2 separate regions of the Mus musculus genome follow, and region 1 is linked to region 2. Evidence: chromatin contacts called from public Hi-C data. All regions are on one chromosome and are shown on one strand. Each heading gives the region's core, a stretch centred on a gene start, on an enhancer-like site or on the middle of the called end of the contact. The rest is flanking DNA. Distances are from core to core; before and after follow the strand shown.

The links. A called contact is a pair of places that touch in the nucleus more often than the background predicts.
Region 1: a Hi-C map of Sertoli cells shows a contact between it and region 2, with 2.4 times the contacts expected there. The contact joins the enhancer-like site here to the promoter of Nup210l in region 2. A contact is called at or near these places in 7 of 39 promoter capture datasets (the 3T3-L1 cell line, the C10 cell line, cranial neural crest and 4 more), 2 of 15 datasets of contacts at CTCF or cohesin (large pre-B cells and pro-B cells), 44 of 484 Hi-C or Micro-C datasets (the 63-12 cell line, B cells, the C10 cell line and 27 more), 6 of 115 datasets of contacts at active chromatin or transcription factors (bone marrow-derived dendritic cells, embryonic stem cells and pro-B cells) and 5 of 9 other capture datasets (adipose tissue, embryonic stem cells, liver and 2 more).

Annotation. Positions count from the first base shown.
Region 1 is chr3:90,193,685-90,200,452 of GRCm38.p6, forward strand. It overlaps Nup210l (nucleoporin 210-like), which reads left to right. Exons shown (of 40, transcript NM_029937.2): 33 at 4,367-4,503; 34 at 6,115-6,238. It overlaps Gm24185 (a small nuclear RNA gene), which reads left to right and starts at 4,998; the gene lies at 4,998-5,102. Within about 2 kb of position 2,172, at least 13 of the 459 cell types and tissues checked have an H3K27ac peak or open chromatin away from gene starts, as enhancers often do. A contact at or near this core is called in Sertoli cells and granulosa cells, where this site is marked.
Region 2 is chr3:90,100,162-90,107,283 of GRCm38.p6, forward strand. It overlaps Nup210l (nucleoporin 210-like), which reads left to right and starts at 3,977. Exons shown (of 40, transcript NM_029937.2): 1 at 3,977-4,196; 2 at 6,738-6,874. The coding sequence starts at 4,006. It also overlaps a transcript of Tpm3 not described here.

The DNA of each region.
Region 1 (6,768 bases), core at 922-3,421, 92 kb after region 2:
ATTAATAAAAGTGCCAGGCTGGTGGCACACACCTTTGATCCCTGCACTCGGGAGGCAAAGGTAGGCGGATCTCTATGAGTTCAAGGCCACTCTGGTCTACAAAGTGAATTCCAGTACAGCCAAGGCTACACAGAGAAATCCTGTCTCTAAAAACTAAATAAAATAAAATATAAATATAAAAGCTGGAATAGAAAGATAGCTCCATGATTAAGAGCACTTTTTTTTTAAAGAACACTTCTTATTCTTAATAGGACCTGAGTTCAATTCCCAGTGCCCACATGGTGGCTCACAACCGTCTGTAACTCCCTCCTCCTACCTCCATTGGAAACAGGCATATATGTAGTGTACATATGTGCATGTAGGCAAAACATTCATATACAAAATTTAAAAGTATACAAATATTTAAAATTATAATAATAAAAGAAAAAATCAATGGGGTTTTAGTTTTGGGAACCAAGTATACACACACACACACACACACACACACACACTGTTCCATGAGGCAACAATCAAGGCAAGCACTAATCCAATGTCTGATCGATTACTGTGGTAAGTTTATGGAGCCCAAGTTCGTGCATGCACTCATTGAATGTATGGTGTATATGGCCCGGCACACATGTGAAGGTCAGAGGACAACTTGGTGGGGTTGGTTCTTCCTTCCACAGGGAACTCAGGGATCAAATTCAGGTCATGAGGGGCTGGCGAGATGGCTCAGTGGTTAAGAGCGCTGCCTGCTCTTCCGAAGGTCCCGAGTTTAAATCCCAGCAACCACATGGTGGCTCACAACCATCCATAATGAGATCTGATGCCCTCTTCTGGAGTATCTGAGGACAGCTACAGTGTACTTACATATAATAAATAAATAAATCTTAAAAAAAAAAATTCAGGTCATGAGGCTTGCAGAGCAAGCACTTGCACTATCCTAGCCAAACCATTTGCTATCCCTAAACTATCTTGACCTGCAAAACATTTCTATTGCAAGGAAGTTTTATTAAGTTCAATAAAAATGATAGAAAATTATTCCTTGGGTTCAATCCCTAGCATCCAAAAATAAAAAGTAAATCTCTCCTTGGCTAGGCAATGTTAATTTTTTGGCTTTACAGACAGTACAACTGAAAGTGGTACGTATTGCCACAAGTCATCTGTTGTGGAGCACTGTTCTCTAAGCATACAGCCATCGTTTGTATCAGAGCAGTGGGACTCCTAGGAAACCCCTACGTCAGACTTTTTCATTGGAATGTTGCCTCATTAGAAGAAAGTGCTAGAGGGGGTCATTGGAGCCTCACTCTTGGGACCTCACAGTTAGTTGTTTGTAATTCTGCCCTAATTGCATACAACCTCCTAGTCTTAGGAGGTGCTAAAGTACAGACAGTGCCAAAGGCTCCCTGGGGGAGGGACCACATCTGTGCAGCTACATTAGTAGCTGCACATCCCAAGTAGGATTTTGATTTGTTTAGTCACTGGCGTCCTAGAAGAGGAGAGCAAAAAACAGTTATTTGTGACTTCCCAGGAAGGAGTTCCTGTAGACATCCTTGTCTGACTGGCTGGATGGTGTAGAGCTTTGGCTTTGGCCTCTTATAGTGAGAATTTTGGTTTCTTTGAAAAACACAAAAATGTTATAGGAGTATATTTTCATTGTATCCCAGTCGTGGGCTATGGTGCTGGTTCAGATTGTCCATAGCAGCTGACTATGGTTTGCAAGGGTGTGATTTTGCCAGTGACAAATAGTTTCTGCAATTGAGTGACATTTGGAATTCTGGGAACTTTTCAGAGGGTAATATGTGATAGAGCCCCAAGAGGTAGAGGAGGAGTTGGTGGTTGATTGCTGCTGGCCAGGGTTTGTTAAGTAGTTATGCACAAAGAAGAAAAAAGAAATCAGATATCCCGACAGCGAAGATCAGCAGGAAGTAGTCTAATGATAACATTGCCTCCTTTCCTCTCTACCCTTTTTTCTCTACCTAGTGTTGGGGGGGGGGTTAAAAGGTAGAAAAAGAGGTGTAGAGGGGTAGAAGAAAAAAGAATCCACAAAGTAGCAAAAGACAGCTCTAGCCTCTTTTCTGGGACTATGCAGAGTTCAGCGTGCAGACAGCACTGGATTTGACTCTAACATGCACTGCATGCTTTATACCAGTTACAAAGCTAGCTTTAATCACCAAGGTCAAATTATCCAGCCTTGGAGGTGACCTGCAATGACCAGTGGATAATCTTAGCCTGTGAGCTAAGCTTGCTTCAGAGTCAGTAATAAAAATTATAATTCCACAATTGGATGAAGCAAATGTTATTTAACATTTATGAGAGGGGGTGGGACATGGGTGGAGGTGTCATGATGCACTTCTGAAGGCCAGAGGACAACTTTCAAAAGTTAGTTTTCTCTTCTCTGCCACCGTGTGGGTCCTGAAAATTAACTCAGGTCATCAGGCTTCATAGCAAGTTCCTTTTCCTTCTGAGCATCTTGCCGGCCCCAAAAGCAAGGCTTTTTAGTTGGGTTTGTGCCAGAACCACCCTTCAGTTTTGCATTCTGGAATTTTGAAAGACAGCTAAGTCCATACTACAAAGGATAAGGAAGCAGAGGCCTACATGTTAGGATTAGAAATCCAGTCAGTGTCAGGTGTAGTGGCGCATGCCTTTAATCCCAGGATTTGGGAGTCAGAGGTAGGCAGATCTTCGTGTATTCAAGGCCACACCTGGTCTACATACCAAGTTTAGGATAGCCAAGGATACACAATAAGATCCTACCTCAAAAGAGAAAATGGGGATGGAGAGATGGCTCAGCAGTTAAGAGCATCCAGGTTCAGTTTGAAGGGATTCATGCTAGCCTGAACAAAGCAAATGTGACTCTGGCAGGCCTTGTCCTTCTCTCCCATTCCTTCGGCTTTGAAATAAATAAATTAATAAATAAATTAATTAATTTTTAAAAAGCTGTTAGATTGCATTACTAAAGCTAGCCACCAAGGTCTATTCCCTTATTTGGTCATTTCCTCCTCCTTATTTGGACATTTCCACTTCCTAAGGCTGACTACCAAGGTCCAGCTATAAAATTATTGAAGTTCAACAATCAAAAGCCCTCTTTAGGTAACCTAATTCACATGCCCAATTAAAATTAGACACGTCATCCTAACAAGGGGTTTCCCCTTTTACCTTATAAGCTGCCATTTATCTATGGGCTACATCTGTCTCCTCTCTATCCAGAGGCAGACCTTTGTCCCCACCAAAAAAAGAAAAAAAAATCCCTTCCCATCTTCCTTCCCCCTTTCCCCCTTCTCCTTCTATTCCCTGCCCTCTGTCTCTCTAAGACAAATATATCTCCTTTGTTCTGAGAATTTACTTGATCTTGAGGTGTCTTGAGCCAACAAGAGAGGTTCCCAACACCCACATGGTGGCTCACAAGCATCCATAACTGGGATTCCAGGGAATCTATTACCATCTTCTGTTGATTTTTTTGTTTTGTGTTTTGTATTTTGGTTTTGGTTCAGTTTGGTTTGGTTTAGTTTTAGCTGTTTTGTTTTGTTTGCCAAGAGTTTTCTGTGTAGCCCTAGCCCTCCTAGAACACTCTCTCTGTGAACCAGCTGGCTTCGAACTCAGAGAGCTACCTGCTTCCAGAATGCTAGGATTTGAGATTAAAGGCATATACTACCACACCCAAAAATGCCGTCTTCTGATCTCTGAGGGCACCAGCCATGTGTGGTACACAGACATACATGCAGGTAATACATATACATACAGACACTTAAAAAGTTTTTTAAAAATTAAAAGCTGGACATAATAACATATGCCTTTAATCTCAGCACTCAGGAGGCTGAGGCAGGCAGATCTCTTGAGTTCAAGGCTAGCCTAGTCTAAAGACCAAGTTCAAGGACAGCCAAGGCTATACAGAGAAACCCTGTCTCAAAAATAAACAAACCAACAAATAAGCAAGCAAGAACAACAACAACAACAACAAAGATTTGGAATATAACTTAACCTTTGGCATTCTTTTGCCACTGTGCAATTTAAACCAAATTAAACCAATCCTGCCTCTTGCCTCCTACCAGTCTGCACTTTGTCACCTTTGTCACCTTTGTCCTGTTGACATGAGCTCAAAGCAAATTTACGCTTAGCAAGATCTAATGAAGGTTTAATGCAGTTTCCCCTTTTTTCTAAGGTCAGCTAAGATTGTTCACCTCACTAGCTCATGTTATTCTGAGGGCAGTAAGTAGATTATGTGCTGCTGGCATGATATAGGAAGGGGAATCTGACATTCAGAAAGCTACCCACATTCTTGAAAACAGAGTGGTCCTGCATGCCTCTTGATTGAGACTTTGAATAAAGTAGTTTATGAATTTACACTGAAAATTGCAGCCAAGCACTTTCTCTGGTCTCTTCCCAGGTGAGCCTGGGGTGTGGATGATTTCTACCAACAATATTGTACAGACAGACACGGCCACTGGAGTAGGAGTGGCTAGGAACCCAGGAACTGCAACAATTTTTCATAACATCCCCGGAGTTGTGAAAACGTTTCGAGAGGTACTGCGAACTGCACCACAGCTCAAGATACTAGAGCGATGGTGCATTTATTCACTATACATGCAGAAAATATCCTAGGGTGGAAGTGCATTTGCTAACAGACACCAAAACAGTCAGCGAGCTGGGAAAACATTGCAGAGATAGAGAGAGCACTCGCTGGCACGCACAAGGCCCTCGCTTCCATACCCACCTAAAAACAAAACAAAAAAGCAATTCTTATTAATAGCAGTTAGAATTCTTCCCAGAACTATGACTAATATGATTTTTGTTCTAAGAGATCACTATGAGTGTTTGACTCAGGGTACATATTCTAAAATTGGATTGAGGGCTGGAGAGATGGCTCTGGGGTTAAAAGCACTGACTGCTCTTCCAGAGGTCCTGAGCTCAATTCCCAGCAACCACATGATAGCCCACAACCTATAATGGGATCCAATGCCCTTTTCTGGTGCACATGAGGACAGCGACAGTGTACCCACAAACATAAAATAAATAAATCTTAAAAAAATAAAAAATAAATAAAATTGGATCTATAAAAGAGAGAGTTAGCATGGCCCCTGCACAAGGAGGATACACAAATTCGTGAAGCATTCCATATTTGTATCGGGGGAGGGGATGTAACACCATGAGGACTGGGAGATAGCTCAGTAGGTAACCCAGAACCAATGCGAAAAGCCAGATGTGGGGATGCTCATCTGTAATCCAGTCCTCCTACTGTGAGACAGGAGGCAGAGACAGGAAATCTGTCTGATGCTTTCTTAGTAGCAGAAACAAGAGAGACCCTGCCTCAAAACAAGGAGGACAGAGTGAACCAACTCTGGAAAAGTTGCCCCTTAACTTCCACAGACATGCCATGGCATGCATGCACCCACATTCCCACATATAAAATAAATCTTAAATGGATCATTGTGAGTATGGTTCTACATGTCTGTAATCCCAGCATGCAGGAGGCTGAGGCAAGATGGATGAAACTAGAATCCAAGGAAAATCTTGGCTACATAGTGAGGTCCAGGCCAACCTGGGCTACACTGTAAGACCCTTTCTCAAAATAAAATAAGACTATTTCTTCTGGGAATGTAGCTCAGTTAGTAGAGTGCTTAACTAACGTACATGAAGTCCTGGGTTCTAGTTCCACCACATAAATCAGGTGTGCCTGTAATCCCACTACTGGGGATGTGGAGGTAGAGGCTGGAAGATCAGAAATTCTAGGTCATCCTAGGCTATAAAGGGAGATGCATGCTAGCCTGGGATACATGAGACCATGTCTCAAAATAAAATAATAATAAACAGATTTTGTGGGCTGGCGAGATGGCTCAGTGGTTAAGCTTGCCGACTGCTCTTCCAAAGGTCGCGAGTTCAAATCCCAGCAACCACATGGTGGCTCACAACCATCCATAACGAAATCTGATGCCCTCTTCTGGAGTATCTGAGGACAGCTACAGTGTACTTACATATAGTAAATAAATAAATAAATCTTTAAAAAAAAAACAGATTTTGTGTTTCTTAGATACATCAGAATGCCAATTTTGTATTTGTATGAAATAGATACTTTTGGCTGAAATAAGTACAAGGTAACAATGGAGGGGACCTGATTTTCCTTTCGTTTGCTGACAGGTAGTAGTCAATGCATCATCAAGATTGACACTCAGCTATGACCTGAAGACTTACCTCACCAATACCCCCAATGCAACTGCATTCAAACTCTTCATCAGCACAGGCAGAAATGTCAACCTCAAAGGTAAGGAGTTTCTCCACAGGCCGCTTGGTTATGTCCATCTCCCTATCTTCCCTCAATCATTTTACTCCTTTGGATTAATATGTTGCCTTTTATTGGCTATGCTTAGTAGTAAATACCTGTGATGCTAGCATGTGCAAAGCTAAGACATGGACTGGAGAGATGGCTTAGAGGTTAAGAGCAATGGCTACTCTCCCAGAGGACACAGGCTTAATTCCCTGCTACATGGCAGCTCACAACCATCTATAACTCCAGCTCAAGGGGTCTGACACCCTCATAGAGACATACATGTGGATAAATACAAATGCACATAAAATTTTAAAAAAATCTTAGGCGGGTAAAGAGATGGCTACACAGTTAAAAGCACTGGCTGCTTTTCCAGAGGACCTAGGTTCAATTCCCAGAACTCACATGGCAGTTTACAACTGTCTGTAACCCATGGAATCTGACATTCTTACCCAGATATAAATAAAAATAAATAAATCATTTTTGTTAAATCTTTAAAAAGAGAGAGAAGGCCAGGCAGTGGTGGT
Region 2 (7,122 bases), core at 2,727-5,226:
TCTTTGAACAATTTTACACTTATTTTTATTTTTTACTTTTTCCATCAGATGTGACCAAATAAGACAATGAGACGTCTGAGACAGCCCCACCTCCCAGGGCCTCATGCATGTTAGTTAGGCAAGCGTGCTACCGTTCAGCCCCAGCCCTGAGCCCAAACTTATCGCAGCTCTACCCCTTTCCTAACTGCTCAAAGATGGATCATGCCGCCCCTTAGTGTTGTGGAGACCTCTTAGAGGTCACCTGCCCCCAAGGGAGACAGAGAAAGGAAAATTATGTTTGTGCCACTGATTTAGCCACATGAACATCATCTCATCGCCCTCTCCTGAAGCTGCGGTCTCTAAAGTGCCATCTCATTGTGCTTTGTATCAGTCAGTGCTGGAGAAATCTTGAATAGCTTATGTGTAAAAAAACAAAAAACAAAAAAAAAACTTTTTAAATTTTATATTATTTTGAAGTTTTGTTTTTGGGGGGTTGGGTTAGCTTGGCCAAGCCATTGACTGTGAGAATTCTTTGCAGTCTGTGAGCTAGTGGTGTGCTGATCTTTCAAGTGTCCCCACCCAATTGCCATGTTCAGGTGGTTTCTTCTCGGCCTGTTAGGTGGGCACCCTGCAGATTCCTGGCTTGTTTGTACTCTCCTCCGACCGACCGACCGGAGAAAGAGAACCCCGCAGTGCAACTGTTTTGATACTGAATATCGATAAGTGACATTTTGAAATAAAGAACCAGTCCCTCCACGATCAGACCGGCTTGACTTTGTTAAACGAGGTGCGCTTTCTCCACGGTTTACGGACCCTGTTGGCAGTCTTTGTGGCTGACAGCGGACAGACTTAACATAGAGCACACAAAAATAGCATGGGTTCAGAATCTGCCTGTGGGGTTTAGGAGGTAGCACCCTTGGTAAAGTGATCACCCAAGCACCAAGACTGAGTTAGGTTTCCAGCACCCATATAAAGACTAAGCACAGCACACGGTCTGTAGTCCCAGCCCACTAGACTAGACAGGAGCATCCCCCGAGCTTACTCACCAGCCAGTTAGCCACTCAATAAACTTCAAGTTCAGTTCAGACCCTCAAACGCTTGGACATGGCACTGTACACCTTGAGTCCCAGCACTCAGGAGGCAGAGGCCAGCCTGGTTTATGTAGTAGTTTCAGGACAGCCAGGGCTACACAGAGAAACCATGTCTTGGGGAAAAAAAAAAAGAGACCTGTCTCCAAAAATGATGGAGTCCTGGAGAGGTGCCTTGGGGATTGGGAACACCTGCTTCTGCCGGGGCGAGCACTGGCTTTGCCCCCAATGATTCCAGTTCCAGGGGATCTGAGGGCTTCTGTACTTAAAAAAGCTCACAAATACAGTAGGATCCACCCCCACCCCACCCCCAGACAGGGTTTCTCTGTGTAGCCTTGGCTGTCCTGGAACTCACTCTGTAGACCAGGCTGCCTCCCAAGTGCTGGGATTAAAGGTGTGCACCAATACGCCCGGCTGCAGTAGGATTTTTATTTTATTTTTTAATGAGACAGGGATTCTATGCCAGGCTATCCTAGAACTCACTATATAGACAAACTGCCCTCAAATTCAAAAGAGCTCTGCTTGCCTCTGCTGCTTCCCAAGTTCTGGGATATTGAAAAAAAATTTTTTTTTAAATTAGCATTTGCGTGAAGTATATAGGGTTGGTTTCTGTCTTCTACATAAGCACTTTTACTTTCATTTTCTGTTTTGAGATAGTTTGAGTACATAGCTCTGGCTAGCCTAGTACCTAATGTAAACTAGGGTGTCAAACTCAGATTTACCTGTTGGCTTTCCAGCTTCTGGAGTTAAAGGGACAAGCTACCGTGTGTAGCTTTACTGTTGCTTTTTTTTTTTTTTTAAGATCTATTTATTTCATGTATGTGAGTTCATGAAATAAATAGTGATAGTACACTGTCACTATCTTCAGACACACCAGAAGAGGGCACCGGGTCACCATTACAGATGGTTGTGAGCCACTATGTGGTTCCTGGGAATTGAACTCAGGACCTCTGGAAGAGCAATCAGTGCTTTTAACCGCTCAGCCATCTTTCCAGCCCCATGTGTAGCTTTAAAGTATTTCTCTTATAAACATTGTTACTGTTTTTTGGTTTGGTTTGGTTTGGTTTGGTTTGGTTTTTGTTTTTGAGACAGTTTCTCCATGTAGTCCTGGCTGTCTTGGAACTCACTACATAGACCTGGCAGGCCTAGCACTCAGAACAGCTTGCCTTTGCATACTGAGTGCTGGGGTTAAAAGGTGTGCACCCTTGACTCCCTGCACTTAAATTCCTGGGTGTGCCAGACATGAAGGCTGATTGCTGTAATTCCAGCAAGGGTGGGGCGATCAGGGCCAAGATGGGATTACTACAAAGATGAGGCCATTCTGGGCTGCATAATAAATTCCAGATCAGCCTGGACTATAAAGTGAAACAGCCTCTAATCACGGGTAGCTGGTGAGATGGCTCAGTGGTTCAAGGCACCTGCCGGCCAAGCCTAACGACCTGAGTTTGGTCTACACAGTGAAAAGACTGATTCTTGCTGGTCAGCTTCTGATGGCTACACTCATGCAGTGGCATGCAGGTACCAACATGTGTAGCCACATGCACACCCGGATGTTAAAGTCAGGGTGGAAGTATGTCCAGTTTCAATCTTTAAGTGCCATCACTTAGAGAATGGAGGCAACGTGGAGACATCACATGATCTAACAGACTGAAGTACACACTTGTCATCATCACAACCTTATGAACTCCATGGGCTTAGCCTCCTTAAGACAATGCTACTCACACTCCTGAATATTCTTTTGAGTACTTGGAGAAAACAGGGTTTTTTAGATTTGTTTATGCTCTGTGTAGGAAGGGGATTTCATGGTATCTTCCTCAATCAGTTTTCTCTCCTCGAGGCAGGGGGTTCTCACTGAGTTTGGTGTTCACAGAGTCAGCTAGACTGGCTGATGACACTCAAGCTCCTTCTGTATTTGCCACCCCAGTGTGCTGGGATGAGGGCCATGCTGTGCCCTCTTTTTTATTTTGGGTGCTGGGAGCTCAAGTCATCATTCTTGTATGACAAGGAATTCACTGGACACCAGTGAACTGAATGGAGAGGGTGTTATTTTTTTTAAACTAGACTTGATCCTCCTGTCTCAGCCTCCTGATGACTGAGATTATGGGTGTGTGGTACCACATCCTACTAGAAAACAAGTGCTCCCAGGGGGTCATTTGCTGAGTCAGGTTGTTTGAGACAATGGCTTTTCATGTTGCTTCTGAGGCCCCTGTCTGGCGCTACCTGAACTGTGGCCTTGAAGCAGGACATAAATCCGATTCCCAGTAAAAATAACACTTGCCTTGACAAAGGGCAGCTGTTTATGCTAGAGATGAATTTTTTTTTCCATTTAGAACCCTAGACTAATGCTGACTGGAAATTACTTTTATTTTTTTATAAGACAGGGTTTCTCTGTGTAGCCCTGGCTGTTCTGAAATGCAACTCTGTAGACCAGGCTGGCCTCAAACTCAGAGATGGCTTATCTCTGCCTCTTAAGTGCTGGGATAAAAGGCGTGCGCCGTCACACTTGGCTGGAAATTACTTCAATGTTTAAAATTAAATAACTTGTTTCTTGTATTTAATAGTGGGGGTTGAACCCAGACCTTTGTATACACGACCCACAAGTTTTGCCCTAGTTTCTCTGTCCTATTTTATTAAAAAATAAAAATAGAGTCAAACAATAGACAACAATGTTGAGGAGTTGAGATGGGGAGGCTGGTTGAGTTTTTAGACCTTTCTGTCTGGTTCTTTGCTAGTAAAATCTACCCTCAAATATTTAGTAAAATGGCTCCTTGGGTCTCTGCTCGAAATTTCTATAAAGTAGCTTTTTGGTGCACTTAAGTACCCACAATTCTTAGCAAGAAAGGCACCCCCCACCCCCGCTGACGTCGTGGCTGCTGATTGGTTGGTGTTGGTGCTGGCCACCTGTAGTTGAGTGGGAAGCTGAGACCAGGCAGTCGCCATGATTGCCTTTGGGGCTCCGCGACGCCGAAGCTTCGGGCTCCTTTTCTCCTTGGCTCCACACCTCTTCTTCCTGTTTTTAATTGGGACCCTGGCCAACAAACTCAATGTGCCTCAAGTGTTACTACCTTTCAGCCGGGAGCCAGGCCGGGTGCCCTTCTTGCTAGAGGCGCAGCGGGGCTGCTACATCTGGTGAGCGAACCGGGTGCAGAGATCTCGACACCACAGTGAAGAGGAAAAGGATTACAGGAATCTGATGTGGTCTCACCATGTGGAGGGGCCTGTATGTGGCATCCTTGGGTGGGATATAATAAGTTGTGAGGCTTTTTAAGGAAAACAAAAAACAAAAACCACCACCACCAACAACAAAAAAACAAAACAAAACTAGGATGGAATTCTGCCTCCCTGTTGAGACACATCTGTTGGCATAGGCAAGTCCCGTGTCAGACAGACACTGCTGGCATTCATTTGCCCCAATTTGAAGGATTTATAATGGAAACGGAATCAGGTGAAGTGAGAGCCACGTTAGGAGACCCTGACAACAACCACCAAGCTAGAATAATAAGACACAATTCATCATGCATGGAGACGCGATCTGCCTGTCCAGCAGATCAACTGTCCAGGGGATTCAGTTGAAGTGGGAAGATGGGTAGTCTAAAATGGGCGTGGTGGCACACGCCTTTAATCCCAGCACTCGGGAGGCAGAGGCGGGCGGATTTCTGAGTTCGAGGCCAGCCTGGTCTACAGAGTGAATTCCAGGACAGCCAGGGCAACACAAGAGAAATCCTGTCTCGAAAAACCAAAAAAAAAAAAAAAAAAAAAGATGGGTAGCCCACTCTGGGAAAACGACTATCAACTTCCTGAGTATAAGAGAACTCAGTGGCGGGTGACCTGGTTACATGAACTGTAGGGAATTTAACCAAAGGAAGCCCTTGGATACCAGAACATTTATTCTAAGTGAAAGAGATTTCCCCTTCCTGTAACTTTGCAGATCGGAGAGTTGGATGCGCCTGCTAGCCAGCCCTCTACTTAGGAACTACATCCCTAGCCCTTTCCCTACCCTCTATGAGAAACACTGAAGTTTTTATTCCCGAGTACAAGAACTTCTACACTCATGAAGTATAAGGATCTTAGTCTTGTAGGCAACCCAGTGTGATGTTCATCATTCGGGATTTGTTCTAGTATTGAGAGCTTTCCATCCGTCCAAGATGCTAGTAATTATTTTGTATTCTTGTTTGGTCTCAGAATGTAGGCAACTTTCCATTTGAGATAACAGCTCCATTTCTAGGTTTGCAGGGAATTATTTTCCAAGGTAAGAGGAAGCTTTGTCTTGTTGCAAACACAGCCTCAGTGCTATTTTCCCACACAGTGCTATTTTCTTAGTGTACATATATACATGTATTTCTCTCTCTCTTTTCTTTCTTTCTTTCTTTCTTTCTTTCTTTCTTTCTTTCTTTCTTTCTTTCTTTCTTTCTTTCTTCCTTCCTTCCTTCCTTCCTTCCTTCCTTTCTTTCTTTTATATATGTGCGTATACTGTCACTTTCTTCAGACACACCAGAAGAGGGCATCAGATCCCATTACAAATGGTTATGAGTCACCGTGTGGTTGCTGGGAATTGAACTTAGGTCTTCTGGAAGAACAGGCAGTGCTCTTAACTGCTGAGCCATCCCTCGAGCCATATTTTGTTTTTTTGAGACAGGGTTTCTCTGTGCAACCCTAACTGTCCTGGAATTTGCACCATAGACCAGGCTGGCCTTGAATTCGGAGTTCTGCCTACCTCTGCCCTCAAAGTGGTAGGATTCAAGGTGTGAGCTACCATTGCCTGGCGTGAGTTCTTTCTTTCTTTCTTTCTTTCTTTCTTTCTTTCTTTCTTTCTTTCTTATCTTTCTTTCTTTTTTCCTTCCTTCCTTCCTTCCTTTCTTTCTTTCTTTCTTTCTTTCTTCCTTTCTTTCTTTCTTTTTTCTTCCTTCCTTCCTTTCCTTCTTTCCTTCTTTGGAATAGGTAGGTTTATTATTAATGTACCATTGGTAGACATAAAACCCAACAGCCCTCTGCCTCAACAAGGAAACTGAGAAAATATTAGCAAAAAGAGCCTACAGTAGGGAGTCAGAAACCCTATGACATGCCCTCTGCAGAGAGAGGTACCCAGAAAAGAGTGTGAAACTCTTCAAGGCTTCCAAAATTTTGGGGAGTCCAGGGTCATTTTGGTAGGTCTCCTTGGGTTCTTCCTGGTGGTCCCTTTTGGTGTCAAGTGGTAACTGTACATTTCCCAAGTCTTGTACAAGCAGTTTGTTAGCACTAATTCTTTTGGAAGAATTCAGCAAGTACTTCCACACTAACCCTTGGTTCAGCTTTGATCTGTGGGCCTTAGACAACTGCTTAAGCTCTGTCTCACGCCCTTTCTTGAAGAACCAAATCCTGATATCTCCTTTTGTCAGTTTGAGTGCAGTAGCCAAGGCCTCCAGAGTCTTCTTGTTAGGGTTGGGTTCTGTCTTGTGAGTCCTATTTTAAACATCGTGGGAGAATTACATTTTAGATCTTTGCACAAGTGATCATTGGGAAGTGGTTCTTGTCATTCTCCAGTTTTAATTCTTGTGTCATCTAACAGTGGTTCTGTAGAGTATCCTCAGGCATTCCTGCTGGTATGTAACATGGAAGAACTATAGACTCCACTTGCCTGTGTTGCCTGAACCATGTATTTATTTCATGCTCTAAACCATGTTGTCTTGGCAGGCATTCCACTCATCATGATGCAGTTACCATTCAGCCTTTATATGAAAATGGTACCTCGTGCTCCCAAAGAGCTGTTCTTGTTGCTGAATCCACCCAACCGATACGCCTCAGCAGCATCATTCTTGCTCGAGAAGTGGGTATGTTATGGAATTTGACTCATTGGTTCCTGTGGCCATTGTTCCTTGACACAGAGTCTCACTATGTAGCCATGACTTTCCTAGAATTCACTATGTAGACCAGGCTGACCTCTCCCACTGGAGTGTTAGGATTAAAAGTGTGTATCACCATGACCAGGCATTAATTTGCAATTTTGAGACAGGGTCTTCCTAGCACTGGTATACACTGTTTAACCCAGGTTGGCCTTGAACTCACAGAAATACTCATG